Regions from separate parts of the Mus musculus genome. Here all the other regions are linked to region 1. A link is a contact called in public ChIA-PET, Hi-C, HiChIP or PLAC-seq and Micro-C data. All regions are on one chromosome and are shown on one strand. The core of a region is the stretch at or near the end of the contact, and the rest is flanking DNA. Distances in the headings are between cores, read along the strand shown. Region 1 holds the start of 1700064M15Rik (RIKEN cDNA 1700064M15 gene). Region 2 overlaps Foxn3 (forkhead box N3). Region 3 holds the start of Kcnk13 (potassium channel, subfamily K, member 13). Region 4 overlaps Foxn3 (forkhead box N3). Region 5 overlaps Foxn3 (forkhead box N3). Region 6 holds the start of 4930474N09Rik (RIKEN cDNA 4930474N09 gene). Region 7 holds the start of Psmc1 (protease (prosome, macropain) 26S subunit, ATPase 1).

Region 1 (4,058 bases), core at 770-3,269:
ATATCCTGCAGTCAAGTTTTCTGGGCCCATACCAATGTATAACCTTTGTGAGAAAGAGCTGTGGGATAATGAATGAACAGTCAGAGAGATGGCGAGAATTACCAAAGAGAAAACATTAACAAGGGCTAATTTAATGATAACATTCACTGTCGTTTCAACAATCAACATATTTAAACCAGCAAATCCGAAGTCGATTCACTGATTCACCCTTTCCATGAAAAATTTATCAAGTATACATAGTAGCGTAGGTTGGTTATTTTTCTCCTCCAATACTAGCTAAACAGGAGACTGTTGTTTTCAGATGCTTGGTTGCGCTTTCAGAATTAATCTTCTCCCCTCCACCATGTAAATGATACTGCTCTTCTGTTTTGACCCTGAAAGGAGAAAATGACTAAGAGTCAGAGAATAGCTATGCATGTGTCCATACACCTTGTTTCATAGCTAGACACGGTGGTGCATTCCTGTGGAGTAGGAGAGCAGGAGAGTTCAAGGCTAGCCTTGGCTACACAGCAATTTCTTAAAACTGTGCTCTTTTTTGTTATTGTTGTTGTTTTAGACGTTGTCTAGCTGTGTAGACCAGGCTGACCTCCAACCTGCAGTGGACTTCCTGCTTCTGCCTCCCCACAGTGTTACAGTTACAGGCATGTTCCACCATATCTGGCTATACTTTAAAAACTCAGTCACCGACATCAGCCATCACTGTGTGTGGGTACAGATGCACCTGGGCCTGCGTCCTCTCCTTCCATCTTTATATGGCTTCCAGGGGTCCTACTGACTTGTCTGGCTCGCACGGCAAATACCTTTACCTGCTGAGTCATTTCATCTGCGTCCCCATAAATACTTTTTATATGATCATCTCACCAGCTACAAACTAAAAAAATCGGTAAAAAGTAGTTTTTAAAAGCGATTACTCTGACAAAGCGATGGGTAAGAAAGTTGCAAGTGAATGATCCTTCGGAGTGGAAAAGGTTAGCTGTAAATATTCTTTTGAAATATACCGTGAAGGATTTTCACTTTGAGATTAGGGCTGTTCATGCCTCCAGGTTCAAGTGTTGCTCAATCAGCAAGGTGCTCAATTCCCGGTGATTGCTGCTCGGGTTTCTTGTTGATCGAGAATATGCATAATCTCAGCCCAGAGACATTTACCATAAAAATGAATCTAAGAAATAGGCTTTCATTTAAATTTTCCAGTTGCAGTGGATCGAGGAAAATATATGCAGAACATTAAGATGTGAAAAGCTCTGATTCAAACAAGACCAAAGAGGCTGCTTCACTATGTCCCTAACGTTGTGTTCGAATTTAGATGGCAAGCTTTTCCTGTTCAGAGCCCTTGTCAATTTGATTAAAATCACAAACACGTGACTGACTCCGCCTCAGTTAAAAATACTCTCAAGCCAGAGAATGAGCTTTGTATATGCGAGTGGCTTCTCCTGCCCTAGCGAGACTATTGCCCTAGCAAGGGGCGGAGTGGGGTGGTGTAAACGGTTTAAATTTTAAAACCTCTAACCGGATTCTCCGGGTGAAGCCCACTGCAGATTGCCAGTCCGGATTCAGAATCCAGTATACGGACATTTTCGATTTTAAAATGGCCCTTAAGAAATGGATCATTTATTTCAACGTTGTTTTCGAAGACAGAATTTGGAAGCCTCACCGTTTTCTGCATATACTCTTTCTTAGACTTAAAAAAAAAAAAGTCTTTCAGGAGAAAACATTTGCGTAAAAGAAGCACAGCCTCAAGGCCGCTGGTGTGTGCGCGTGAGGGAGCGCGCACGCACGTTTCTGCCGAGTTTAGACATTGCCGGGAAGATCAACTCGGTCCCCAGGAACTGAAAGTCTCCAAGCCGTGACCCGCCCCCGTAGACGTGGACCGGAGCACGGGATCCGGCTACGCCGGAGGGGCGACTCGGTGGCTGGGCCATTCTGGGCGAGCTGGGGCTGCCGCCGGGCCGCCCACACGGGGCTCAGGGCCCGAGCTTCTCGCAGAAGCCGCCAGCATCAGGCGCGGCGGCTGCGCTGCCATGGCAACCATGGCCTGCCGGTCCCCGCTCTCGGGCGCCGGCGCTCCAAGCCCGGCGGGGCGGGGCGGGCGTTGCTAGGAGACCTGCAGCGGGCGTCCGCCTCCGCGGCGCGGTCTCTGGGCTTCCACCCTTCACCTACTTCTGCCTGGTGGTGACTGAGGTGGGGGGTGGAGGTGGGGGTAGGGTTGACGGCCACGTGGTGGCCCAGTGTCTCAGAGCTTCTTCCTTTGGAGAGAGTCGCCCCTTCCTGGCCCTCATGAGGTCCACTTTCCTTGACCCAGGAGCAATGTGGCCCTTTCTGGGGAGGAAACACCTCTGTTTTGTTTCCTCTCCCCTCCCTCCTCGTCTGTCCTCACTTGATCTGATTTAAAAGTCCCTAAAGTCCCTGGAAGGCTTCCTAACCCACTGTTCTTTCCTCTCTAGCCGGATCCATGTCTTGCGTTCAACCAGGAGATGTGCAAAGCACTTTCTGTATGTCATCTAATTCTTTTAAATAAAAATCTTATGATATAGAGGTTAGTTAATTCATTTAACATAAAGTGTAGCCAAGGTCAAACAGCTGGGTGGATGGGACAGGATACTCATGAGGTCCAGTTTTTTTAGATTGCTCAAATTTCCCCCTAGGCTGCCTCTTGGCTAGACCCCCATTCTCTCTGCTGTCCAAGCACGCATACCCACACCAACTGGGACATGCTGTCTGGAACAAGGTCTGACAAGAGGATTGAGAACTTGAAATCAGAGATGGCCAAAATACCTTTGGACAAACGGTTTACACTGGGATGCATCCCTGATAATTTGCAGATGTCCCTGTCTGTAAAGTACTCCTGGCACAATGAGAAACTCGAAATTCTTAGTAAAGAGAGAAAATGGTAACCAAAGACTGACTCGCTGGTTGTGGTTATCCCGTGTTGGGGTAGATCCTTGGAAGGAGGGGTGTAAAAAATTGTTTTCTACTAAACTATGTCCACAAAGTTTACCTATTTATCATTTATTTATTTTTCCTAGGGAACTGTTGGGTTGTCATGGATATGTGTGCAAGCTATTTATTAAGGAAGTGCTTCCAGCAGAAACTATTATAGGGGGAGTGGTGAGGAGCCAAGCTAAAGAGTAATAATTTAAGGTGAAGATCCAGCCACAGCTTGACCCAAAGCATCCATTTCACAGCAAGGGTATCCCTTGTACAACCATTGTTAGTTTTCTCTCTCCCTCACCCCAGCCCCGCCTCCATCCCTGCAGCCATCTTTGGCTGCATGGAACCTTGTGAGCATAAACACCTAGTGTTCTGGGACCTTGGCTGGGCCAGGATGAATTAACTATTGTAAAATAAAGAAAGGAAGTCCTCTGTCGGAAGTTGGAAGTCCGAGATGTGAGCAGTAAAGCATCTAAACACTCGGGGGCTGGGTGGGACCTGGCAGGATGGGAAGAGACTACCTATAGCACCCATTACAGTCTATCTCGCCACCCCCACCCCTCCACCCCACAAGGTAAGTCTATTCCACTCTGCCACAAATTATTCAAGGTTCTAACTGGTGACAGATTTAGTGAGATTAAACCATAGCCACTGATTCTACAGTTGGTCCAAAGCAATAACTAATATCGATCTACCCAATTACTATCGTCTTCTAAGAGCCCTCTGCTAAGCCAGGTGGCTCAGTCTGACTGAGCCAACACTGAGCTCGGTTGACCAAGTGAGCCGACACCGATTCCTTGAGAAATCAGAGCTCTTTGCAACCATGTCTCCGTTACACAGTGGTTGCTCCAACTGGCTTATTTTGAGTTCAGCCTGGGTATGGAGGAAGCTAGTATCACCCTGGTGGTTTAGCTGAGTATCAGCATCTGCCTTCCTGTCCCTTCATGTGTCAGTAGTCCTGCCTCCTCCTCAGGGTTGGTTTCTTCTGACAGTATGGTAACCAGTCTCTGCTTTCAGAGTGCAAAATGGGCTGTAGCTCTTAATTGGATTTCCTTACACATCCCTTAGTACAAAACACCTCCCTCAATGAACTAGAGCCTTGTAAGGAAGAGGAGCATACAGCCTCCAGG
Region 2 (3,702 bases), core at 242-2,741, 400 kb before region 1:
AGACAATATATGTGGGGAAAATGTCACATACTAAATATAGTAGTGCAGATATGGACAACCAGAGGTGCACCCTGGCGTCTTCTCATATGCCTGTCTACAAGGCAAGTGGGCCGTTATGGTTCTTCCTTGCCTGCCTCACTTGCTGCTTAAGATGGTACTTGGGACCTATCAGTGTGGAGCGAAGCACACACAGGATAAATGAATGGGTGACTTTATCTTAGCCACTGGTCGGGTGAGTAGAACTCAGTCCTTGGCTAGGGATGGCACCTGAGTGCGGGGCTCAGGATGGACAGTGGAATTCACTAGGGACTCTGTCAAAACCAGACGGCACTGAATTGTGCATGCAGAGGGAAGCTAAGACTCCGTGCAGGGGCTGTGAATGTGACTGGAGAGAACCCAGAGCAAAGGCAAGCGGACGGAGAAAAGAAAAGGAGGACACGACCTCTCTAGACATGGGTTGAGGAGCAAGTTTGTGTGGATATAAGGGAGAGAACAGGCAGAGGCATCCAGGAGAGTCCACAGAGGGCATGGCCAGCGAATGGAGCAGGGATCCATCATAAGGAGAGGAAGAGAGAGGAGCCTGGAGTGTCTGCTAAGAGTTCCAGAGGCCAAAGAGTTTGAAAAGGGGCCAGTGTAGCCCAAATGGCTGGGCTATAAAGCAGCCCCTGGGTTGGAGAGCTCAGGGTAGGTGGTGGGGTAAACCATCCAGGAGGACCCATTAACAGGTAGGAACTGAGGGATGCAGGGACAACCTCGTGGCCCGTGCCGACTTTGACTGGGTAATAGGCACCTCAATCAGCCATCTTCTTGAGGCCTAATAGAAAGCACTCCCTCGAAAGCCTTCCCTTCCCATGACTTTTCCTGATCATTTAGCTCTGAGACAGCTTTACCCATTTTCTGTAACTGCGTGTGAGAACGACATACCAAGAAGTATTTGCTTAATTCCTAAAAATAGAGAGAAAAGACCCGATTCTCTCTTAGGACCAAGAAACACTAGAAAACAAAGAAACAAGCCATAAAACGCTCCAGGAAGTAGCAAAGCCCTTCTAACTGAGCCCTGTTTCTCAACTGGGGGCGATTTCCCTCTCCCTTGCCCAAGGACATATGGCAATGTCTGGAAACAGTTTTGATCATCATGACTGGGTGGGATGGTTAACACTCCGCAGTGCAGGATACAGCATTATCTAGTCCATACGATGAGAGTGGAGAGAAACAGTGGCTGAGTTAACATGTACACGTGCTACAGCTGAGAAGGGAACCTCTGAATCATTGCCTCAAGGAGAACACAGCAAAAAATGAGACATGAAAATTCACCTTGTTGCTTATCCCTGTCTCCCCTGCCCTCCTCGTGCAAAATCTCTGAGAGAGATATAGAATATTTGCATTTGTGACTCTGAAGTCACTGACGCCTTTGGCTTCCATTGCAACCAATCTAAAGCAGCTGCAAGTGGTCTGGCCGGCAGCAGAAGGGAGTTGGTTGTGCGGTCGGCTCTGGTGACGTCACTTGCCACCACTACCTCTACTTCCCCTCTGCCTGGGTGTTGTGAAGACAGAAGCACTGGGGAAGAGCCAGGAACAAGAGGAAGGAAGGAAGGAGCTACAGGCACGGGGACTGAGGGACTCTCATCAGAACTATGGCTTTTCCTCAGGGTAGGGAAAGCAGCATCATGGGGGGTGGGAAGAATAAGAAGCGGCCTAACAAAGGCTGATGCCAGGGTGTAACTTCAATCACTGCCTTCACGCAGGGAGGAGCACAGAGCACACCAGGAGTGCATCGAAAGGAAGGACTCAGGGTCAGCTGGGCTGGTGACACAGGCCTCTAGCCATAGCAAGGACACTTTAGACCTTCCAGGTAATAGTGTGGCACACTGGCATACCATTATCCTGGTACTTGGGAACAAATGCAGAGGGATTGCCCATGAGTTTGAGGCCAGCATGGTCTACACAGAAAGCTCCAGGCCAGCCACTGCTGCAATAGTGACTTCTTGACCGAAAACAAAGTATACTGAAGGCAGGGGAAGTGGAGGAGGGATTGTATGGAGGATAAAAACTTTAGCTGAGCAAGCCCCATGATCTGAGAGTTCGAATCCTGTAACCGAGGAAAAGCTGGATGTAGCCTGCCCCTGTAATCCCAGTACTCCCCTGGGAAGATGGGAGGCAGAGACAGAAGAAAGATCTAGAAGCTCCAGGGACAAACTAGCCTGGAGTAAACGAGAGCAGAGACAACAAGCTGGATGGAGAGAGAGACCAACTCCTCACAGCACGTGAGGTGGCACAAGCTCTCCCCCACAAGCATACATGCACACATGTACAAAATTATACAAATTTAAAAAATTAAAAGGCCCTCAAGAAGGGGAGACTTAGAGGCACTGAGAACACCTCCAGCTTGGCCACACCAGTGCCATCTCAGAGGCAAGTTATCTGAGAGCCAGACACCACATAACCCTCCAAATCTGACTCTCCACATAGGATGCATCCAAACTTGTTGCTCTGAAGACAGCTCAAACCATGGAAACTAACAGCCAGAGTGGAGAGCGGGAAGAATCTGTAGCAAGGCAGGCCAGGGGAGGATGGGTGACCCACACCTGTAGCTTAGATGTCAGCAGGTTCTCATTTCTACATCCTTTTAGTCTTTCTCAGATTAAAACCTGACCAGACAAACCTAAGGAAAAGAAAGAATTGACTGAATCCACAGGCCGGCATCATCACTAACTCTGAAAACCGAAGAGGGGAATAAAGTTTATCCAAGCGACAACCCCAGTCCAAAGCAGCTTTCTCACTTTGCCAACCAAACCCACTTATTACCCCCAACTCTGTTTCCTGTTGAAAAGGATGCCGGGGAAGGTTGTAGGAGGTCAGAACTGAGCTCAGATGCCAGGGCTGTGGTCTGTCTAGGTCTACACTGCCCACGGCTAGGGTGGCACAGTGTCTGGGCTGGGTCTCAGGGTCACAAGTGCTGTTTCTCCATTTTCTCCTGGCAGCAAGGACCTTACTGTTGATGTCTCCTGAGCTCTGTCTACTTTGCTGAATCTGTGTCCAAAGCAATCGAGCACAGTGACTGCAGTTTTCGTCCTGATTATCAGCGGACACCTTTCACCTGCTGTTCTAAATTTCACGAACGTCTGCCTCTGTAGCGCCTCTGACTAGGTGACAGATGTCTCTCTACCAGCTGCCTGGGAGGCAAACAAGCTGAAATGGATTGCACAAAACAATCTAAATTTCCAGACTTGAAGAGGACAGAGGTACGAGACCTGATACAGGTTAGGATTTGTCCTGTGGGTCACAGGAAGAGGAGTTAAGTCCGTGAGATGCCCTTTGGGCTCCACATCTCCATTTTGAACCCTCTTGCTTACTGGTGGTTGTGTTTTGTTTTGTTTTGTTGTTTTTAAACTAGGGATATAGGGAGAAACTTTGGCACATGCTGGCTTCCTGTGGGGCTCCTACAAGAGCTCAGAACTCCCCTCTCTGCCTCCCCCACCTTAGTATCTGGAAGGAAGGACATTTTAAGTCTCTTAGTTGGAGATGACATGAAGGCCATGAGATGAGAACAGAAACCAGGGAGGGGCAGTGGGAGCACCAGACAGCTGGGCACTAACTGGCAGTGGAGCCTGTCCGCACTCAGCGCGCTTCCTCTCTCTGTGCTGCCCAGTGCCCCCTGCCCCAGTCAACTACCCCCATTTACTGGAAGACCAGCTGCTGCCC
Region 3 (3,734 bases), core at 397-2,896, 340 kb after region 1:
ATGCAACCTTGAAAGCAATAATATAATGCACAAAGTATATCAATCATTACAGACTGGAAAACTGGTCTTTAACAAAACTGAAAACTTTGTCAGGAAACTTTTTTAAAACAAGTAGGTATTCCAGAGAAGAAGAAAAATAATGGTAATAATAGTTGCAAAATACACACCTAAGAAAGGACTGGTAGTCTAGATTATATAAAACACTGCCCTTCAATAACAGGGACCATTGTGTGTGTGTGTGTGTGTGTGTGTGTGTGTGTGTGTGTGTGTGTGTGCATGTTGTATGTGTGTGCACATGTGTGCATGTGGAAACCAGAGGGGCTCTCACTGAACCGAGAGTTCACTGACTTGGCTACGGAACTGTGGCTAGCCAGCTCCACTTGGCCCTACCTGCTCAGGAGGAGTAGGATGTCAAAAGTCCACAGCTATGCTCATCCTTCTGTATGTGTGTTGGGGAGCTGAACTCTGGTCCTCACACTGTGATGAGCACATTACTGACTTGGCCATCTCCCCAGCTCCAAAACCAAGCTTTTAAGTGGGCAAAATAGTCCAACCATTTACAAAAGTCCAATATACAAGGTGTCCAGAGAACACAAAACCCCAAGGAGATAAGTTTATGTGCCTGTATACAGAAGGCTTAAAAATAAAATGGCTGGCTCTGTCAACAGTCTATAGGATGTGGACACTGCATTGTTGTGGGTTAGAAAAAGCTAGTTTGAAATGATGTCAGTCGGTACACTTCAGGAACACACTTTACACAAGACACATAACTGGTTCTTATGAATACAGAGACCTGAATAAACAAAACCAAGTTCTATAAAGGAGAAATATTCCATGGTGGAAAAAGAAATCAGAATAGTGGCTACCTCTGCAGGAATGTGGGTGGGGATTTACTGGGAAGATATTTGTGGGAGCTTTAATCCTTTGGTGGCTTTTAGATGATAAGGGAGGGAGGCCACCATTGTTTGGCTCCCAAAGTTATCAGGACTCACCTAATGGTACAATGACATGTCATTGCATGCAAATTTTACCACAAAAGCAAAAATCCGAGGATAGAGCTCTTAATAATGGCCAATACTGGCTGGAGATGGGGTGAAAGTGTGTGGGTGTCTACAACCATTCAAAGTGCATCCTGAGTGGGTTGGTGACTAGAAAGGAATGGGTAAATATAAGCAAGCCTGGTAAACTGTCACTTGTAGAATCTAGGTGGTGGTGTGTTGTGTCATTGTAAACGTCATTCGATTTTGATGTACTTGAGATGTTTCTTAAACTAGTAAAGGTAATTGGGTTACTCACCCTGGGTGTGAACTCAATACCCTCTAAAGTTCTTCCTCCCCAGGAGACACAATGCAAGATAAACGGTCTGTTAGTTACTCTCACCAAAATCATTTGCATCTATTCAACAGAACTGCAAGCTTTTCTAGTTCTGTTTCTGGCTAGTATCGTGGGTGGGTCTCCTGGGACCACTCTCTCTCTCTCTAAAGGCGGAGAAATTCTGTTTAGACCGTGGGTGGCTATGAATCCATTCCTTCACACAGCTATATTCGATCCCCTGTGGCTAAACTGCTGGGAACCAGGTGTGTCTGGAGGGCACGCAGCGCCCTCTTCTGGCCTGAGAGGAACCCACGCAGACCATCGAGGCTCTCGACCTATCTGTTAAGCAACCACTCCAGGGATCTGCACTCCCTGGTAGAAGCATCGCTGTTTAGAGGTCCAGGCGAGCGCCAGCGGAGGAGACCTGAGCAGGAGACTGGCCCTGAGGCCAAGGGGCGGGTACCGGGTGGAGTCGCCTCGGTTGGCAGCTGCAGAGCTCCACCTGTTGCAGTTTTTGAGCACTCCACAGAGAAGGCAGCTCTGGGCACGGACTTCTGCTCTCAGCCCCACTGGGCAGGGCAAGGCCACTTGAGAAGGGAAGCCAGGAACCATCCTGAACCTGTTCCACAGAGCAGGTGCGTTTGGGAAGGTGAGACGCGAAGGCGACGGCGGCTCCAGAGCTCATGGCAAGTTGGGGGTCTCTGGGTGGGCGCCCCAGCGGTTCACAAAAGAACCTTGTTGCCGGCTTACATGTTGTAGCTTGGAGTTCTCAGCTCAGCGCCACTGACTGCGCAAGAACTACAGAGCCGAGGCGATCAAAACCGGGTGAAAGAGATGGAACTCTTCTGGCCGCTGTCCTTGGCCGGTTCTCCGGGAGATGGGCTGGCAGGGCCGGCACGTGTGGACAGAGAACGCCCGGTGCAGGCCCTAGAGGCCAAGGGCGATCTGGTATGGGGGAAGTCAAGGAAGGCTCCCTGGGAGGATGCTTCTAACTTCCTTCACTGTTCCAACCTCCCCCTCTGTTCTCCTCCCCACAGCGGTCCGCCCTCGTGCTGCCGTGGAGCCTGTGTGCCCAGCAGAGATCCGAGCCGGCTGATCTGCCTCTTCGCACTGTCCCTGCGTCCGTGCGTCTGCCCCAAACCCGTTCCGACCTCTGAGCCCTGGTTATTCTGGTGGATAGAGGCTCTCGGCAGAACATTGTCACTAATACGCAACACAGATCCACCTGGAGAGGCACCGAAGACAGAGAACAGCCCGTATCCCAGCCATCACAGCTTGGAAAGCAATGCTCCGAGGAACCCGGACCTTGATGTGAAGCTTACCCGCCGATTCTCTCTGGACCCACGACCTTTTTTTTCTTCAAGAGGAGTTCAAGTTCTAGGGAGTTTGCCTTGAAGGCACGCCACGCCCCCTCCCCAATCTGAGCCGAATTAGGAGCTCGGGTGAACCCGGGTCGCCCGCACCCTCGCACCAAGTCGAAGCAGATTCTGTGTCCCGACCCTCTGGTCTTCAGCCTTAAGGAGAACTCCAGAGAGGACAGGGAGGCGGCGACGACAAAGCGGATTCGAAACCACGAGTCCAGGCGGACGTGGGGAGCTGGCTACACAGGAACCACCGAGGAGGCGGCGGCGGCCGGGAGATCCACGCCGCCTTGGGGAACGCGCGGCGGGCATGGGCGAGCCCGCACGCAGAGCAGGCTAAGGTCGGCAGAGCACATCCTCCCCGGGGCGTGGGCACAAGTCCGCGGGCAGCAACCCTCGCGGAGCTGTCCTCCAGTGCCATGGCTGGCCGCGGTTGCGGCTGCAGCCCCGGCCACCTGAACGAGGACAACGCGCGCTTCCTGCTGCTCGCTGGGCTCATCCTGCTCTACCTGCTGGGCGGCGCCGCAGTCTTCTCCGCGCTGGAGCTAGCGCAGGAGTTGCAGGCCAAGCAGCGCTGGGAAGAGCGCCTGGCCAACTTCAGCCGGGGCCACAACCTGAGCCGTGAAGAGCTGCGAGGTTTCCTCCGCCACTACGAGGAAGCCACCAGGGCGGGCATCCGCATGGACAGCGTGCGCCCTCGCTGGGACTTCACGGGCGCCTTCTACTTCGTGGGTACAGTGGTTTCTACCATAGGTAAGTGAGCCGCCTGGTCACACCATGCCCCTAGTTCCTGGGCCCTCACAGGACCTAGCATCTCACCCTTGGGGTTCTCCGCTTGGGCGCCCAGCGATGCACCTCGGGATTCCTTTGTGGCTAATCAACAGGTGTGAATGGATCCCAACCACACCCGAAGATTATTAGAATTACCCCAGACCTCTGCCTAGACCAGAACCAGCTGCTCTTTGTTAGCCAGTCGCCAGGAATTTGAATGGTTCTTAAATTAGGGAAGCGCTTTTGTAGACAGTCAGTCTGGCTCAGCAGACAGGGCTGAGTTCGTGA
Region 4 (3,481 bases), core at 355-2,854, 360 kb before region 1:
CATTTGAATGGTTTAAGCAGCTTATTCAAGTGGGATACTTTAAAATGCCAGGAATTCAACCTCTTGATTCAAGAGCTCTGGAATTCAAGTGCTTCAAATTGAGAAAATAATACACAAGCAAATGGTTGTAATTTCTTCTTTGTGCATCCTGGCATTGTGTCTCCCACATACCCAACTCTGTGCATGGCTATCTTTCCCCCAAGGATCTTGAGCCTCTGGTGGGAAACCATGGAGCCAGTACAAACACCAACTCATCTGAATACCAAACATCGTTCCATAATTGAAATTATAAAGAAAGCTCTTGCCTTAAAAATACAAACACAGGTAAATTAGGAATCTCCGGGGCACACTGAAATGAGTCTCCCGAGAGTCTGAACTTCACCGATAGGCTCTCTTCACTAAAGCCTGCCAACGGTGGAAAGGAGCATTCTCCAATGCATCACCCACTGTCACCGTCTCTCCCTTTTCATGTGACAGAGTCCTCATGGCAGACAGCTCAGGTAAGCGTCTGAGGCAGAAGCTGTCGGTGAGGGAGGATCTGTTGACAAGCACCTACCATAGTCTGTGAGGGGGCCGCCGGGAGGCGGCATCAGGTACTTGAGGCCGCACACCTTCCACAGGCACCTACCTAGACAGATGCAGCTTTCTAGGAAAGAGACATCCTTTTCAGAATGTTTCATGTAGACATGGTCATGCTGCAAGGGGGATAATTGCTACACCACTCATTTGGAAGGCACTCAGCAAGCACCTATTATACACGGGGGACTCTGGCGACTGAGGGAGGAAAGGCTCATGGTCCCCGCTCAATCAGGAGACACAGGCACAAGCCAGCAAGGGACAATGCCAGAAAAGACACAGCAGTGTGCGAGATTCCAACAGGAATTTGGACATGCTCCTATTACAGCCAGTGGGCCAAAGCTGTATGCTTCTCCCTAGCTGGGGCTTCTGATGGTCTGAACATATTTTCATTGCTGGGAAAAAAAAAAATCAAAAAAAGGAAAAATAACTCCTGACACATGAATGTGATATGAAATTCAAATATTAACGCCCATGAATAAAGATTGTTTCTGAACTGAGTCATGACCGTTAGTGTTCATACCGACTTGGCTGAACCCCACCTCTGCCAGCAGAATGAAGCCATTGGATGACATGGAAAGCCACAACATTCGGCATGTTGCCCTTTCCCGAAAAGGCGCAAGAGAGCATGACTGAAGGTTGGGGTTTTGCTTCTGATAGTGGGATACAAATACGTATGAAACCATTAAACTCCAGCTTGCTGTGTGATAATTAGTGAGACAGCAGTTTGGAGAGAGCCCACAAAAACTGCTGCTTACAAAGGAGGTCACCCTTTGATGTCTCCATTTCACAGAGGAGAACCTGGACACAGACATCCAACTTTCCCTTCATGCCCTGAGGAGTGACCCAGTCAGAGAGAAACCCTAACGTTTCTGCCATTGTCATGCATGTGCCCGGCTCGGGCTGGAAGCATGCTATTAACTCTGAAATTCGAGAGGAAAGAGGAAGAATCTAGATGCAAAGTTCTGGGTTTACATTCAGTGCTTTCATCAAAAAGGGGAACAAAAGGGGAACAAACAGAACTCATGCACTGGAGCAAGCCTTTGTGTGTCCTCCCATGTCATGCCTCCCGCCTCCCAGGCGCTTCCTGTACCCACTGGTGAGCAGCTCACTGGTCCTGTGGGACAGTCTAGGCTATCTGGCTTAAGTCCCCAAATCCCTTCCTTTGCTGTGGTACTTCTCTGAGCCAACTCAGCCATCGGGTTCCCAACTTGTCAGTCTTGGGAAGCCAAGATTTCCAGTCTATGATGGCACGGAGACTGGACTATAATATTCATCCCCAAAGCACCTTGCTTTTACTTGAAACAGGGCTCGGTTAAATGTGTAAGAACATGACACTGCTTTAACTTGCCAAGAGGAACTTGAGCTTTATAGTTTACACAGAATGTGGGATGTATTTGGTCCACTATGATACAGGGTTGAGCCTTCAAATATAAAGAGTCCTCAGAGTTAATCAAGTACTTAAGGTATCACACTTTCTTTCCACATGATCACAATCAACTACCATCTCCTTTACTGAGTATTTCTTCATTTTTAACCTATTTCTTTTGTATCATATAATGCAACATGCTTCTTGGCAGCTATGTCCGCGTCCAAACAACACACAGGCCACTAATTCTCCAAAAGCTGCAGGAAACAAGAGATAATCATTACAAAGCATCCAGGACCTGGAAGCACTGTGAGGAAGGAAGAGGTTAAGTAGCGCCAACTGGGATAATAATTCAGTTAACCAGAGGTAAAACCATAGAGCCTAGAGCTTAAGAGGAACTCTCTTACTCTGACTTTGGGAAGCCTATCATGCTACCAGAGGCTCTGTGAAGATACCCAGATTCTAGGTGAAGCCTACATTTACCTAAGCCTCTGCTCTCCATTTCTCTGGGGGGATAAAAGGTAAGCAGAAATATGGCTGTATCAAAAGAATACAAGCCAGGCATGGTGGTGCATACCTACAATCTTAGCACAGAGGCAGGGGATCAGTTTAAGGCTTTCCCTATAACACATTGAGTTTAAGGCTACAGGAGACCCTGCCTCAAAAAAGCTGACTAACTAAAGAAAGATACAATACAAACTGAATTTGGCATTTGCGTGAGCTTTTAACTGGGGCAGAGAATACAGTACCATTTCCTCGGGTGGGTAGTTTTGAGGCACTGGGGTGACCAGGTTTACTTGGGGAGGTGGGGAACCTCTGTACAGCGATAAGAGGCAAGGTCAGGCAGAGGGTTATAAAGGCATGAAGCATCTGCAGCTTGGTCCCTGTGCTGATCTTGGGGACAGGGCCAGAGACTGCCTGAAGCCACTAGTTTAACTATAAATGGCTCCCTCCTTGTCAGTGTTCGGCAAGGGCAGAATGTAAGCCAGCCTGGGTCTGGAGAAAACTGGCCCAGGGGACTGTGCATCTGGCGGTGTCCTCGGCCTGTGTGCACAGGGGGCTCATGGACATGGAGAAACAATGACCTGCGGGGACCTAGCAATCTCTTCTAGGATACTAAGGGTTTAAACAAGTGACCCTGAGGACTCTCGAGGGAGGGCTGCCCAGGATCAGAGCATCTCTGCAGTGCTTCAAGGTGGACAATCTGGTCTAAGTTCACCTGCTAGGTGTGTTCTCCGTTTTGCTAGATGTGGCCTCTAAGGAAGAAGTAAAGGACCCTTTCCAAGCATACCCTAGGATAAAGAAACCCATTTCAAGTTCAGAGTGAGTAAAAAGGGTGGTGGTGGAAGGTCTTTATTTTATTCTCAGTCATGTCTAAAATGTCTGGCTAATGGGAGCAAATTCCTTTGGGTTGGAGCACCAACTAAACTTGTTAATGAAGAAAAGAGAACCAAAATTCAACTATGTTTCACAGAAATGGAATGTGCAGACATGCCTGTCTCAGACCTCCTAATATTAATAGATAATACTTGCCAT
Region 5 (4,048 bases), core at 735-3,234, 420 kb before region 1:
CTCCAGCAAGATGTTAAAACGCAATGAGTCAAGGTAGTGAGCGCTGAGAAATCAAAGTGCTGTGTGGAGGTGGCAAATTTATTATGAAATTCATCATAGTAAAGAAAAAGTTAGAAAAAACTTCAGTGAGTTTAAGGTGATAGATTTTTTTTTTTTGGGGAAATGAAATTCAAGAATTGTTAATTATAAGATATAGCAAAGTGGGACTGGACAGAATCTTGTCATTACTGTAACATACTCTTTCTATTTTCTTTCTCTCTTTTTAAAAATCTCGCTATGTAGACCAGGCTGGTCTTGAATTCACGGCCACCTTAGTGCTGGGTTAAGTTAAAGGCGTGTACCGTCATGCCCGAGTCTTCCTAAAAAAAAAAAAAATATCAGGATCAAGGGCTGGTGAGATGAGCACAAATCATCCAAATTTCCTGTTAAAGCTTGTGGGACGCTCACAGTGTAGCACTGCACAGCAGTAAAAATGACTCAGTCACAGCCGCATGAGGTAATGAACCTCAGTGAGCATGCCGGAAGAAGACATGGCGTCCCAGCTAGCCAAACCAACCAACCAACCAACCAACCAACAAAGTCCAGTTCCAGGGGCTCTGGTGTTCTCTTCTAACAGCCGTGAGCACTGCACACATGTGGTATACAGACATACAATCAGACAAAACATTCACAAAACATAAAGGTCGGAGGGGGTGGGGGTGGGGGTGGGGGTGGGGGTGGTTGAGCGAGTCCAAGCACACCAGTCTGAAGAAGGATGGTAAGGAAAGGCAGGCAAAGAATCACTTCAGAAAAGCTGCTTAGAGAACGCCATCTTACCAAGCCAAGTTCTCCAAGTTCTTCAGAAGACCGGAAGCCAGAACTTGGGGTTTGTAGTTTTCCCCAGCATTCGTCAGAGAACTTCAGCCTAATTCTACCTGAACCTCATCTTCAAAATAAAGTTCATGGCTCCTTTTAGTCCTAGAGTCCCATCTGAGGGGAGGCGAGGGGAAGGAGTCTAGGGCTGAGGGGCTGCCACTTCCTGGGGTCAACAAATACAGAGACATACAAGGTGACAATGACAAACACGGCTTTCATGCACGAGCTCACAGAACACAAACAGGAAAGGAAGGTCCGGAACCTCTCCCACATTCAGTGGCCTACCCCGAATCTGCAGGAGCTGTGGATCTTCGGATACAGGGGGAAGAAAGGAACCATTAGGACTTCCAAGCACCAGAGATACAAAGGATGCCCCAGTGGCTGCTGATCGCTGCGCTTGAGGAGTCGGGCAGAGACTGTTGCTGGGACACGAGGCCCAGGAGAGACTCTAGTGTTCTTTCTGATGGCTTTCTTTGGATCCTTTCTCCACCTCACTTTTTAATATTTTCTTCTGCCTCGAAACTTATCTCCCCCCGACCCCCAAGACAGGGATTTTCTGTGTAGCCCTGGCTATTCTGGAACTTACTCTGTAGAGCAGGATGTATTAGAACTCAGAGACCTGCCTTCCTCTGCCTCTGACTCCTGAGTGCTGGGATTAAAGGGGCCATCATCGCCCAACACACATAATTTAATAATATGTTCTGAAGCTGCCTTGAAGGTCACAGTTTTAGAGACAAAAGACAACAGCTGCTTGGTCTTGCAAAACACAACACAACAATACAACACAACACAAGACAGTGTGTGAAGAGACCCCTCTACTTCTATCTTCAGGATCCATCAATGCTACACCCTCGGAACATCTCCAAGCAACCAGGAACAGAGCTGGCCAAGAAGGGTTCTCCAGATGGTCTGACCTCAAGAACTGGTAGTGTGACCAGCAGCAATGGCTGCCTTGTTTCCTGTTCCTCGGAAATGTCTTCAAGGTTCTTAGAGACCCAAATGAAATCAAGCAGTCTCATATGGCGACTACAGGGAAATTCCTTACGGTGGGGCATGCAGAGGGCTAGACGTGCATCACTCCTTAAAGCCTTACCACAAGTCTGCGCTGCACTAAAGGTGGCAGCGGTTGTTCAGCTAAAGCCACTTCCTGATGTTCAGGACCCAGCCTCTGGTTCGTGGGAAGGAGACCTGGGAGGCTATGGGGCTCCTCACATCTACTGTAAGCATCTGCACTGGAGCTGACTTGGTATGCGCAGGGCTCACAGCTGTGCTAAAGTCAATAATCCATGGGACCCATATAGGTCTCTGGGACATGGGACCCATACAGGTCTCTGTGGCTCTCTGAGCCACACCCAGGAGTCTGTTTCCTGAGCTTCTCTGCATAGATTCAGGACGCTGTGGCCCTACAAGGGCTCACCTCATACCCACTCTCTCAATCCTCTGGGAAAACTGGGGGAGTCAGGTCGTTTTCATTGGGGTGGCCCCAAAGGGCCAGTGAGATGGTTTAGCTGCTAAAGGCAGTTGCTGCTAAGCCTGAGAATCGGAGTTCAAACCCTGGAACTCACACAGTGGGGAGAGGAAATGGGCTCCTGCACATAGCCCTGACCTCTATGCTCCCCACCCCCAGACACATGACATTTAAAGAGTGCCTGGGGACTGCTCAGTGGTTACGAGCACTTCATGCTCTTTCAGAGGACCACAGCTCAGTTCCTAGTACCAACGCGGTGGCTCGCAACGTTCTTAATTCACAACACCCTCTCTCTTTTAGTCTCTAGTGGGCAACACATGAAGGCAAAACACACATGTACAGTAAAAATTAAAAACAAACAAACAAACAAACAAAAAAACACAACCAACTTTCTATATTTAAAAAAAGGATCTTGAAATTAAAACTAAGCTGTTTCAGACCCGACAGGGTTGTGGCCTCCCTACCTGGGAGGCAGCACAGGGCACTAAGTGGGAAGAACTCTGTCTGCCTCTTCTCCCAGGTCTGTGAGCACGTGCTCCGCTAGATGGAATCTCTCTCATATAGATATCTGTTGTATTAGGAATGGAATCTCATGGGTGTCAGGGGGGCACTCTGACATCATTTCCAGCCATTCTGTAGCACCCCTGCTGGGATTCCCCCCAGGAAAAGCAATAGAAGAAGCAGGCAGGGCGCAGAGGTGAGCAGTGACCGCGAGGGGCTGCATCCCGAGCACGCTACGGCCCGGCAAATGTAAAGATAAGCAGCTTTCCGATGTCTAAGGATGGGCCAATCTTGGAGGTTATTGAGTAAAAAGTCAACACGGCCGAGTCAATTACACTATTGACAGATGCTCTTACGGGGAGGTTTCCCATCATAATTATATGCAAAGGAACCCAGCAAATACAAGCTGTGTAACGATCAGCTAATAAAAGTAACACTTCACCTATGTCAATAACAGTTTCAGACTCAAGACAAACAAACATGGCCTTTGCCACTCAGTAGAGAGGGGAAAAAAAATCCCTGAAAGACAAATATTTTCACTTAAGTTGGGAAGTGCTTAGAATTACGTAGAAAACCTGTCACACAAAGGAGAGGCGGACCCTGGCCTGTAGTGGGTGCTAGTGACTCTCCTAGGTGAACATTGGAACACCTGCAGGACCCTCAGGCACACACTGTCCTGTGCACCTGCAGGAGACATTCAGGACTCCATTCTTCACTGGACTGTTTATTTCTCAAGCGCAGGTGAATTTAGGTTCAAGTGGCAGGTGGCCGAACTTAAATTTTATGATGAAAGGGAGTGAGAAGAAGATTTCTCTCCCAGTCACACATCTTACTGAGTCTCAGGCAATGTAGAATCTGTAAATGTGCACACAGCTGCATACTCACTGTGGTGCCTGTGGTCACCCTAAAAGAGGCCAGGAACCACAAGCAAATGTCCCCAGGATGACAGAGCCTAGTACACCCCCCCCCCCAACAACTTCTTTTGGAAATCTGAGGAGATTGGGCAGGCACAAGGCCATATTTGGACAATATTCTGCGCGCGCGCGTGTGTGTGCGTGTGTGCGTGCGTGCGTGCGTCTGTGTGTGTGTGTGAGAGATGATAACCAGTCAGCTTCCCCACCATGATGGACTGTGTCCACTCTGGAACTATGACAAAATAAAACCTTTCTGCCCTAAGTTATATTATGACGACAACAACAGAAAAGAAAATAACACAAGGTGAGC
Region 6 (4,015 bases), core at 222-2,721, 470 kb before region 1:
ACAAGACTTGAGACTCTGATTCCACAGTTTTCTGGGTGTCAAACTTAGGTCATTGGGCTTGGTGCTCTGTTGCCTCTTTTTTCTCTCTCCCATTTGACAGCCATTTCCTGACTCACGATGACATGCAAAGGACCATCTCGGGCCCTGGAGGAGCAACAGTGACTGGGGTACAGTCCCAGCCTTCAGAACCTATTGCCCCGTGAGCCTCTGCTTCTGTCTGTTAGTCTAGGAAGCCTACACTGAGAGATTGCATGACTTTTCCAGGGTCATAGATTCTTGCGCAGAGCCAAGGAAAGAGGCCCAGCAGAGATGCCTCTATGGAGAACATGACATCCCCATTGGAGTCCACGGCTGATGGATGAGGGCAGAACGCAGCCACACGTCTTCAGGGTTGCCTCTACCCTTTGGAATCCAATAATGTCTGAGAGAATAAATAGGTTCCATAAGGGCTTCAAGGAGCTCACATGAATGATATGGCCGGAATGAGTTAATACAGGGTGAGTTAAAAAGGCTCACATCCCTAACCTTTAGAAATTGACTTCAGCAGAGGCAACTACTGAGTTCTTCCCAGAAAGCATCTCTCCACCACGACTGCCAGAAACAGAATAAAGGGACAGACCCAACTTTGTTCTGTTCTCATTCAGTATGTCTTATTTCAAAGGTTTTGGTGTCTCTGCCTCCCCTCAAGAAACAGGAACCAAGCGCCTCAGAATTTATAATCCAGAATTTATAATCCAGGGACTGACTCCCTCACAGGATAGAAAGGTTAACAGAGGAGAAGGAGATCCGTTCCCGAGGTGAGCACAGAAATCCCCTACTTGGCTCTTTCTTGTAGCTCTGGAAGAAACACCTATAGTTGGGAGAAGAACAAAGGGGGGAGTAGTCACAGCGCAAAGGCATACAACAAACTGCCCTTCCATCACCATGGTAACACCACCAGCCCCAGGGAAACCAGGAGGAAGCTGCTACCCCCACCCCTGCCAAGTTCTGCTTCACAATCTGAGTGGCCGCTTTTAGGTAAAAGGAAAAACTGGAGATAGAGCTGCCCAAATTCTCAGGCTCACTTCCGTCCCGAGCCACGCCCTCTCGCTTCCCGAAGTGTCACGTGATCTGGAGACGCTCTTGTCTCTTCTCCAGATTCTCCCATTATCATCCCCTCCACAGAGGTGTTCTACTTCCTCCCAGATGTCAGCTGCAGTGACTTACATTTTAACCCTGGTGCCCCGTGGACTGTCTGAACTAGATGGAACCCCAAGCTAAAGGAAGGCAGGGAAGCCTGACACGTTTCACGATCTGCCAAGGCTCTTCATTGTGTCTGTGGAGAGCTGTGTCCAGATCACAGCTTCCTGGCCTATCACAATCTGCTTCATTATGATCTGAACATTCTAGAAAGCATGTGCCTCCCATAGTTACATTCCAGACCGAGCCTCCTCCGGGGTGTTTCTCTGGTCTTCTTTCCTTGAGGCAGGCAAGATTCGAGGTTTCTTAGCAACCCAGGAGTCTACTTGGCTCAGGCTATGCACTCTCCATTCTAACAATGCAGCTAGAATCCCAGGACCCTGCATGGAGTTGCATATACACCCTACTTCAAACAATGGAATGAGTTCTTCTCCCTTAATGTGTCCCCTGCCATTCATTTTCCTCCCCAGAAGAAAAATCTGTCCCATTAAACAGTTCCTGCCAGCGTCAGTCAGCTGTCAGTTGTGGAATATGGTACCCGAGATCTTGAAAATCCTAAGGAAGAAAGGTTGATTCTGGCTCACAGTTTCGGCAGCTTCGGTCTGTGCTCCCTCGGCCTTGCTGCTTCGGATCTGTGTCGTTAAGGAGTAGGAAGCCAGAGAAAGGGTCAGAGGAAGAGAGAGGCCACTCCCACATCACAGCTGGATTGTGTCTAGTAACCAAGGCCACCTATCTGTCAAAGCCCTCCATCAAAGCCCTCCATCAAACAAGGCCATGTGTTTGGGGTTATTTCTATCCTACCTGGTGAAATGGTAAGCGGGGAGCGAGGACCAATGAAAGGAGTGTCCCAAGGGGCCATGGCGTTCAGAGACCACTTGGCGGCCTGCCAGCTTCTCGGGGACCCTACCCTCCAGGCTATTCTTCGCCTTTTCTCTCTGCTTCAATAAACACCAGCTTTCACTCTTTCTGAGCCTTCACTTCTTTTGTTCCTGGGAGTTCAATTCTTTGTCAGTCTTTTAGGAAGGACCTGAATCCTAAGCAGCTGTTCCCACGCTCAGGACAGCGTAGCCTTCTGGGGGAACGTGTGGAAGAGGAGGTGTAGTAACATCACTGTGACCCGGGAAGCGAGAGAGAAAGGAGAGCTCTCCAGTTCTCCAGACTCAAGGATCTAACTCCCATAATACACCCTTCAAAGGGAACCAAGTCTCTAGCCTATAAACCCTTAGGGGACACTGAAGATCCCAACATAACACTCCGTTCCTCCTTTCCTACATTTATTTGCCTAGAGCACATACCAGTGCACTTTGTGAAACTGTGCCTTTATCTCTTCTGCACATGTGGATGAAATGATTCGCGTAACCACATTTGCCTGGCTTCTTTCCCTTAGCAAGGTTTGGATTTATCTGCCTGAGGCTGGCATGCCTTGCTTACTCTGATTATCTTTAGTTGTATCCATTTTCCTGAAAACAACACAACGCCGTCCTTCTTTATGACTGAAAAACATCCTACTGCGTACGCATACACCACTCTTTATCCTGCTGGGTTGGGTCTGCAACGTATCTGTTGTGGTTAGTGCTTCAATAAACATCGATGCGCAAGCATCCCTGGGATGTGCTAAGCTGGACTCCACTGAGTAAAGACCCAGGAGTGGTCCAGCTGGGCCATATGATAGAGCTAGCTTTAGTTCTTGCGGCAAGTCTGTCTTGGTGTCCCTAGTGGCAGGACATTCCCACCTTCATTGAACAAGTGCCCTTGAGTGCATGTCCTCGCTAGAGTTTGTTGCTTGCTTTGTTGATGTGCTCTCATTTAGTAGCTGGAGTGGAGAAGATGCGGTTGGAGGGAAACCTCACATGAGGTTTTCAAGTATGGACTTTCTAGGTAACACTTAGAGGTTTGAGGGGCAGAGTCTCAGGATTGAAGACCCACAACATGAGGCACTCAGGATACTATAAGAGTATTGATTCCTTCCAGGGCTTCAAGCCCCATCTCCAATGTCTTTTCATGTTAGAAACAGAAGGCAGCCTTTTATTGAGTACAGGTCTATCCACTGGCAAGGGAAACATATAGGACCGTAAACATTGCCAAAACAGGAAAGCACCTATGTAGCAGGCCCAAGGCCAACGTGAAGCAAGAGCACTTGGCATCTTTAACTCCTCTTATAGCACCTGCCTACAAGGTGTTGCTGTGCAAGGCAGGTGTTGCTGTGTCAACCCCCAAACTCCTGGGAGGGGGACAGGGGTGTCTCATCCGATACCGATTGCCTGTCATTGTGCACAGAAAGGAGCCTGTTGCTCCTCCTGACCCTTGAGCTGCCTTCTACTCCAGTCTATTACTATTGAGGACAGCAAGGCTACAGATGCTCAGCCCAATAGACTGCCAAGAGGCTCCTTACCAGCCCTAGGATCTTATGCAGTGAAGATGAGGTAGAACCGGGCCACATGCAAGAGCCAGGCTGATGCTTTCAGCACATTCCCTCCCTTCTCAGAATGGTGGTCTTTCTTACCAATGCAATGTGGTCCCTGCTGCTCTGTGGTAAACTCCATAGACCTTAGTTTTGGATTTCCCAATACCCCTGACACTGAGGTTCACTAGGGGTGTAGACCAACTCCTATTTACCTTCTTTTCCTTCCTTCCTTCCTTTTTCTTCTTTCTTTCTTTCTTTCTTTCTTTCTTTCTTTCTTTCTTTCTTTCTTTCTTTTTCTTTTTTTTTTTTGAGACAGGTTTTCTCTGTATAACCCTGGGCGTCTTGGAACTCTGTAGAACACCCTGGCCTTGAACTCACAAAGATCCATCTGCCTCTGCCTCCCGAGTGCTAGGATCAAGGGTGTGCACTGCC
Region 7 (3,895 bases), core at 100-2,599, 480 kb after region 1:
AAGACAAGACCAAAGGAAGTCTTTTATTGAGCCTCATGTTACAACATCCAGGGAGGCAGCAATGGAGTGTCCTCCAGCCAACTCACCCAGCAAGCTTGGAGCAGCCTGTATATATAGCAAGATAAAGATTCAGATAACCATAGCACACGTGGGTATTGATGAAGGTTTGTGTTGGCACCAGTCACCTTGTCCCTTTAACCTTCACCTTACAACACACAGTTTCTGTCTGCTGGACCATCAGGGGAAATAGCCCCACCTGGGCTAGGTAGAAATGATGGCAGGGTCTTCTGAAATTCATTGAATGATAGCAAAAGGTCTGATACAAGGTGTTGGGAACGGCTAAGGCCATCAACTGGGATTGTGTATAGTTCTCAGTGTGTCTGTGGAGTACTCAAAATAGCCAGGTCCTTCGGGCTGTTTGACTAACCAGTTCTTTTGTTCAAAGTAGCTGTTAATTAGGGAGTCAGATTTCCTATCCCTCAAACTCTTACTTAGGAATAGGAACACAAAGAGTACTTACATGGACAAGCTAAAGAATTTATCGTTAACATTAATAACACTAATTAATAACAATGTGTAACACCTGCCTGGGGCCCCAAGCCCCAGTTTGTGTCCCTCCTCAGTGATACTTGGACTCTCTCCACATTCAGTGTCCTGTCTTTTTTTTTTTTTTAATTTTTAATTACTTTGTTTATGTTTACATGTATGAGTTTGCACATCACGTGCTTACAGGTGCCCTGAATGGTTGTTAGTTGCCATGTGGGTCCCCTGCTCTTCACTGCTGAGCCCTCTCTCCAGCGCCTCAAGGGTAATTTTAACACAGTATTAGCCACCATCATCAGTCCCTTGTCATCAGAGGGAAGAAAAAAAAAAAAAGCACACATTTAGATCTCTTTCGGCAAAGAACTATTTTCAAGAGAGCTACAAAGTTCAGAAACTAAAGAAGATCATAAATGCTGTGTACACATCAACTTCTCAGTCCCAAGCGCCATTCCTGCCTGACATAAATACTTCTTCCCAATTATAATTTTGCATCCTTTTAAATTTCTAAAATTTTCATATTTTCCCCAAGTCTCCAACGTCCAAGATCATTGTCTTAAGTTACTGACAAAAGCCCAAGATCAGCTACTTAGAATTCCCTCGAGTAAACTATTTTAAGTGCCCACATGTTTAACCAATCCTTGTACCAAACCGCCGAAATAAGCCCTTCGTGCTCAACTTCGCCCGTGAGGAAGTTGGTCCCGATAGGCTTCCGTAGCCTGTTTTTTTTTTTTTTTTTTAAAGTTACTTCCGTTCTGTCCGGGTCGCTTTGGTGGATGCACTTCCGGCGGTGGCGATTTGGAGGACTGAAGGAAGATGGTGAGTGACTAAGGGTTTCGGCTGGTCGTCTCAAACATCCATGCGCCCCAAGGCGGGAGGACGAGGCGATGTGACGCTCGGGTTCATCGCGGGTCGGAGCGGATCTCACTCCCTGGCGGACGCGGGCAGGATGCACGGCGCCCAGGGAGAGACCGGGCTGTGAACCGCTCGAGTAGGCAGGCGCTGAAGGGCTGAAGCCGAGTGGGACAGCCCGGCCGACGCTGGGGACAGCGGCTGAGCCGCAGAGCCAGCGTAGTGTTTCTCCGCAGACGGCTCAGCGCTCTCCGGTTTGGTTGGTTGAGCCGGATTCAGATGTAGGCACGGAGGTTACCGGGCGAGCACGGTTGATGATGGCGCTTCCGTTCTAGAGCAGGGAGACAATAAATATGTCAGGGAACAGGACCGGGCCAGATCGTTACGTAGCTGTGTTGTAAGAAGGTGGCTGGTTTTGTTAGGGTATCAGCGAAGGACCCTTCGTGGATGTGAAATCTAAATCGAGGCCTAAATTAAGGTTGTAAGGGAGTAATCTGTACTGATAGCTGAGCGAAGCCCGGGCAGGGCAGAGGGTCAGGAAATGCAAAAGGAGGCAACCCTGAAGTCCGCCCGAATCATGAGCTGCCAGGCCAATGCATCTGAATGTAGGTGAAGGCCAGAGCACACAAAGGACCGGTGATGACTTTGAAAAGTATCCCAAGCCGGGCGGTGGTGGCGCACGACTTTAATCCCAGCACTCGAGAGGCAGAGGCAGGTGGATTTCTGAGTTCGAGGTCATCCTGGTCTACAGAGTGAGTCCCAGCACAGCCAAAGTTACACAGAGAAACCCTGTCTCGGAAAAGCAAACAAACAAACAAACAAACAAAAAGTATCCCGAACATGCGCCAGGCATTTCCCCAGAGTTGTTCTTACTTCTTAGAACAACCCCGAAGATTATTATTAATGTCCCCATTTTAATGAGGAAACAGAAATACAGCCAGTGACCATTGGTGGGGCACAAATCCTTTCTTTTCTAGAGCAGTTGAGAAACCCTCTGGGTTTGAGAGACAGCAGAACTTAGTGTGATTTCTGTCTAACAAGCTTTGTGACAATATACAGGGCCGTTAACCTCCCTGGACCTTGGTCCTTTTATCTGCCTGTGTATCAAGGGGGCTTTGAGAATCAAGCGGCTCAGGGGTAAAGAACACCTGCTGCACTTTGAGAGAACCCACGTTTGGTTCCCGGCACCCATGCATGCCAGCAGGCTCCAGAATGGTCTGTAACTCCAGCTCTGAGTAGGTCCGAGCCTTGCGTGTGGTCGAATGTGCTTTATGCTTGGCATCATTTCTGAGGTGGTTTTGTCCTGGTACTGAAGCCACCAGTGTTGTAGTGAGAGGTGCTTCCCTAGGGTGGTGAATCAGTGAGTCCACTGTTACTCCTGTTTCAAGCTCCACTGTTGGGCAGATGGGATGGCACTCGACATGAAGCCTGGCAGCTTGAGTTGACTCCAGGACCCACAAGGCAGAAGGAAAGAATCCCTGGAAGTCGCCCTCTGGCTTCCTCTCGAGTGCCCCGGCATGCGGGCACAGACCCACACGTACACTAAACCACATATCTTTGCACAGGAATTTAAAGGACCACCATTTAAGGCATCGCCCAGTGTTAAGCATTGTTTTAAAGTCAGAAATCCCGATGAGCTTTTCATGCGTTTTAAGATGACAGCTTTTCAGATCGGGAAGGAAGTCTTGTCTGGGTCCCAGGCTGTCAGGATAGGAGCTTGGTAGGTTGCTGCTGAAAGTCTTCTGGGTCCTGTGGATCTCTGGAGAGAGTAAATGACCATGCGTGGCGAGTCTCTTTTCACAGTCGGGGAGGTAACTGACATTAGAGGGTGGCAAGTCTGAACCTCCCGGTTGAGAGGGGTGCTCTCTGGCTGCCAGCTTTCTTACTGGCTCCTCATTGTCGCATGGCTCTTGGTTCTAAGAGGCAAGTAATGTCTACACAGTAAGTGCATACCTGGGAGCCCAGGTACTCATTTTCCACACATTACAGTGGGTGGGGGTGGGGGTGCTTGTGTTTTAGAGCCAAAGTACCAGTGAAGTGATAGTATTCTGAATTTATGTGTGTTTTGTCTTTTTTTATCTTTCAGGGTCAAAGCCAGAGTGGTGGCCATGGTCCTGGGGGTGGCAAGAAGGATGACAAGGTAAATACCAAGCAAGATCTGATCGGGCCATAGAAACTGCCTTAGGTCTCGGCGAGTTCTGTATGGTACCACAACCTTTAAGAAGCAAAGTGATGTAGTGATCTTGGTAACCTTGTATACAGATGCATAACCGGTTTCATTTTTAAAGAACGTATTGCCCTGAGTTAATGATTTTTAAACATGAACATTGTGGAAGTTTTAAAGTAGATCACCTATAAGTGTTTAACTTACTGAGGTGTGAGAAGTGCCTCACCTCACCAAACTTAACAAATAAATCAATTTTGACCTTGGTCTACTTACTGAAAAAATCTGAGTCGCTGCCATCTCTCTAAAGAGATTACACTTACTTGCTGCAGTTAGGTC

The links. A called contact is a pair of places that touch in the nucleus more often than the background predicts. ChIA-PET counts read pairs in DNA pulled down with a chosen protein or histone mark. HiChIP or PLAC-seq counts read pairs in DNA pulled down with a chosen protein or histone mark.
Region 2: a contact with region 1 is called in an RNA polymerase II ChIA-PET map of memory CD8 T cells, with 9 read pairs. The contact joins the enhancer-like site here to the promoter of 1700064M15Rik in region 1. A contact is called at or near these places in 3 of 484 Hi-C or Micro-C datasets (the N1E-115 cell line, cerebral cortex and uterus), 6 of 115 datasets of contacts at active chromatin or transcription factors (bone marrow-derived macrophages, cardiomyocytes, embryonic forebrain and 3 more) and 1 of 9 other capture datasets (embryonic stem cells).
Region 3: a Micro-C map of embryonic stem cells shows a contact between it and region 1, with 1.9 times the contacts expected there. The contact joins the promoter of Kcnk13 here to the promoter of 1700064M15Rik in region 1. A contact is called at or near these places in 6 of 39 promoter capture datasets (the C10 cell line, embryonic stem cells, liver and 3 more), 1 of 15 datasets of contacts at CTCF or cohesin (pro-B cells), 13 of 484 Hi-C or Micro-C datasets (B cells, the N1E-115 cell line, adipose-derived mesenchymal stem cells and 5 more), 3 of 115 datasets of contacts at active chromatin or transcription factors (embryonic stem cells, microglia and stem cell-derived neural progenitor cells) and 2 of 9 other capture datasets (embryonic stem cells and pancreatic islet).
Region 4: a contact with region 1 is called in a Hi-C map of embryonic fibroblasts, with 2.3 times the contacts expected there. The contact joins the enhancer-like site here to the promoter of 1700064M15Rik in region 1. A contact is called at or near these places in 1 of 484 Hi-C or Micro-C datasets (embryonic fibroblasts) and 2 of 115 datasets of contacts at active chromatin or transcription factors (bone marrow-derived macrophages and embryonic stem cells).
Region 5: a contact with region 1 is called in a Hi-C map of Th1 cells, with 2.4 times the contacts expected there. The contact joins the enhancer-like site here to the promoter of 1700064M15Rik in region 1. A contact is called at or near these places in 4 of 484 Hi-C or Micro-C datasets (the C2C12 cell line, the N1E-115 cell line, Th1 cells and 1 more), 8 of 115 datasets of contacts at active chromatin or transcription factors (astrocytes, cardiomyocytes, embryonic forebrain and 5 more) and 1 of 9 other capture datasets (embryonic stem cells).
Region 6: a contact with region 1 is called in an H3K4me3 HiChIP or PLAC-seq map of embryonic stem cells, with 7 times the contacts expected there. The contact joins the promoter of 4930474N09Rik here to the promoter of 1700064M15Rik in region 1. A contact is called at or near these places in 1 of 15 datasets of contacts at CTCF or cohesin (large pre-B cells), 9 of 115 datasets of contacts at active chromatin or transcription factors (astrocytes, bone marrow-derived macrophages, embryonic limb bud and 2 more) and 1 of 9 other capture datasets (embryonic stem cells).
Region 7: a Hi-C map of Th1 cells shows a contact between it and region 1, with 4 times the contacts expected there. The contact joins the promoter of Psmc1 here to the promoter of 1700064M15Rik in region 1. A contact is called at or near these places in 3 of 39 promoter capture datasets (the 3T3-L1 cell line, the C10 cell line and pre-B cells), 9 of 484 Hi-C or Micro-C datasets (B cells, the Ba/F3 cell line, Th1 cells and 6 more) and 3 of 115 datasets of contacts at active chromatin or transcription factors (astrocytes, embryonic forebrain and memory CD8 T cells).

What each region holds. Positions count from the first base shown.
Region 1 is chr12:99,625,955-99,630,012 of GRCm38.p6, forward strand. 1700064M15Rik (RIKEN cDNA 1700064M15 gene) reads right to left here and starts at 2,020. Exons shown (of 2, transcript NR_045288.2): 1 at 1,652-2,020; 2 at 99-374.
Region 2 is chr12:99,223,895-99,227,596 of GRCm38.p6, forward strand. The region is part of intron 4 of Foxn3 (forkhead box N3); the gene reads right to left. Among named protein-coding and RNA genes, the nearest start is that of 4930474N09Rik, 63 kb to the left of the region's middle. Within about 2 kb of position 1,492, at least 90 of the 459 cell types and tissues checked have an H3K27ac peak or open chromatin away from gene starts, as enhancers often do. A contact at or near this core is called in bone marrow-derived macrophages, cerebral cortex, memory CD8 T cells and 1 more, where this site is marked.
Region 3 is chr12:99,962,853-99,966,586 of GRCm38.p6, forward strand. Kcnk13 (potassium channel, subfamily K, member 13) reads left to right here and starts at 1,647. Exons shown (of 3, transcript NM_146037.2): 1 at 1,647-1,949; 2 at 2,352-3,428. The coding sequence starts at 3,095.
Region 4 is chr12:99,262,992-99,266,472 of GRCm38.p6, forward strand. The region is part of intron 4 of Foxn3 (forkhead box N3); the gene reads right to left. Among named protein-coding and RNA genes, the nearest start is that of Gm46371, 66 kb to the right of the region's middle. Within about 2 kb of position 1,605, at least 59 of the 459 cell types and tissues checked have an H3K27ac peak or open chromatin away from gene starts, as enhancers often do. A contact at or near this core is called in bone marrow-derived macrophages and embryonic fibroblasts, where this site is marked.
Region 5 is chr12:99,203,982-99,208,029 of GRCm38.p6, forward strand. The region is part of intron 5 of Foxn3 (forkhead box N3); the gene reads right to left. Among named protein-coding and RNA genes, the nearest start is that of 4930474N09Rik, 43 kb to the left of the region's middle. Within about 2 kb of position 1,985, at least 20 of the 459 cell types and tissues checked have an H3K27ac peak or open chromatin away from gene starts, as enhancers often do. A contact at or near this core is called in Th1 cells, where this site is marked.
Region 6 is chr12:99,161,337-99,165,351 of GRCm38.p6, forward strand. 4930474N09Rik (RIKEN cDNA 4930474N09 gene) reads right to left here and starts at 1,472. Exons shown (of 2, transcript NR_038130.1): 1 at 1,207-1,472; 2 at 1-850.
Region 7 is chr12:100,108,853-100,112,747 of GRCm38.p6, forward strand. Psmc1 (protease (prosome, macropain) 26S subunit, ATPase 1) reads left to right here and starts at 1,350. Exons shown (of 11, transcript NM_008947.3): 1 at 1,350-1,359; 2 at 3,479-3,532. The coding sequence starts at 1,357.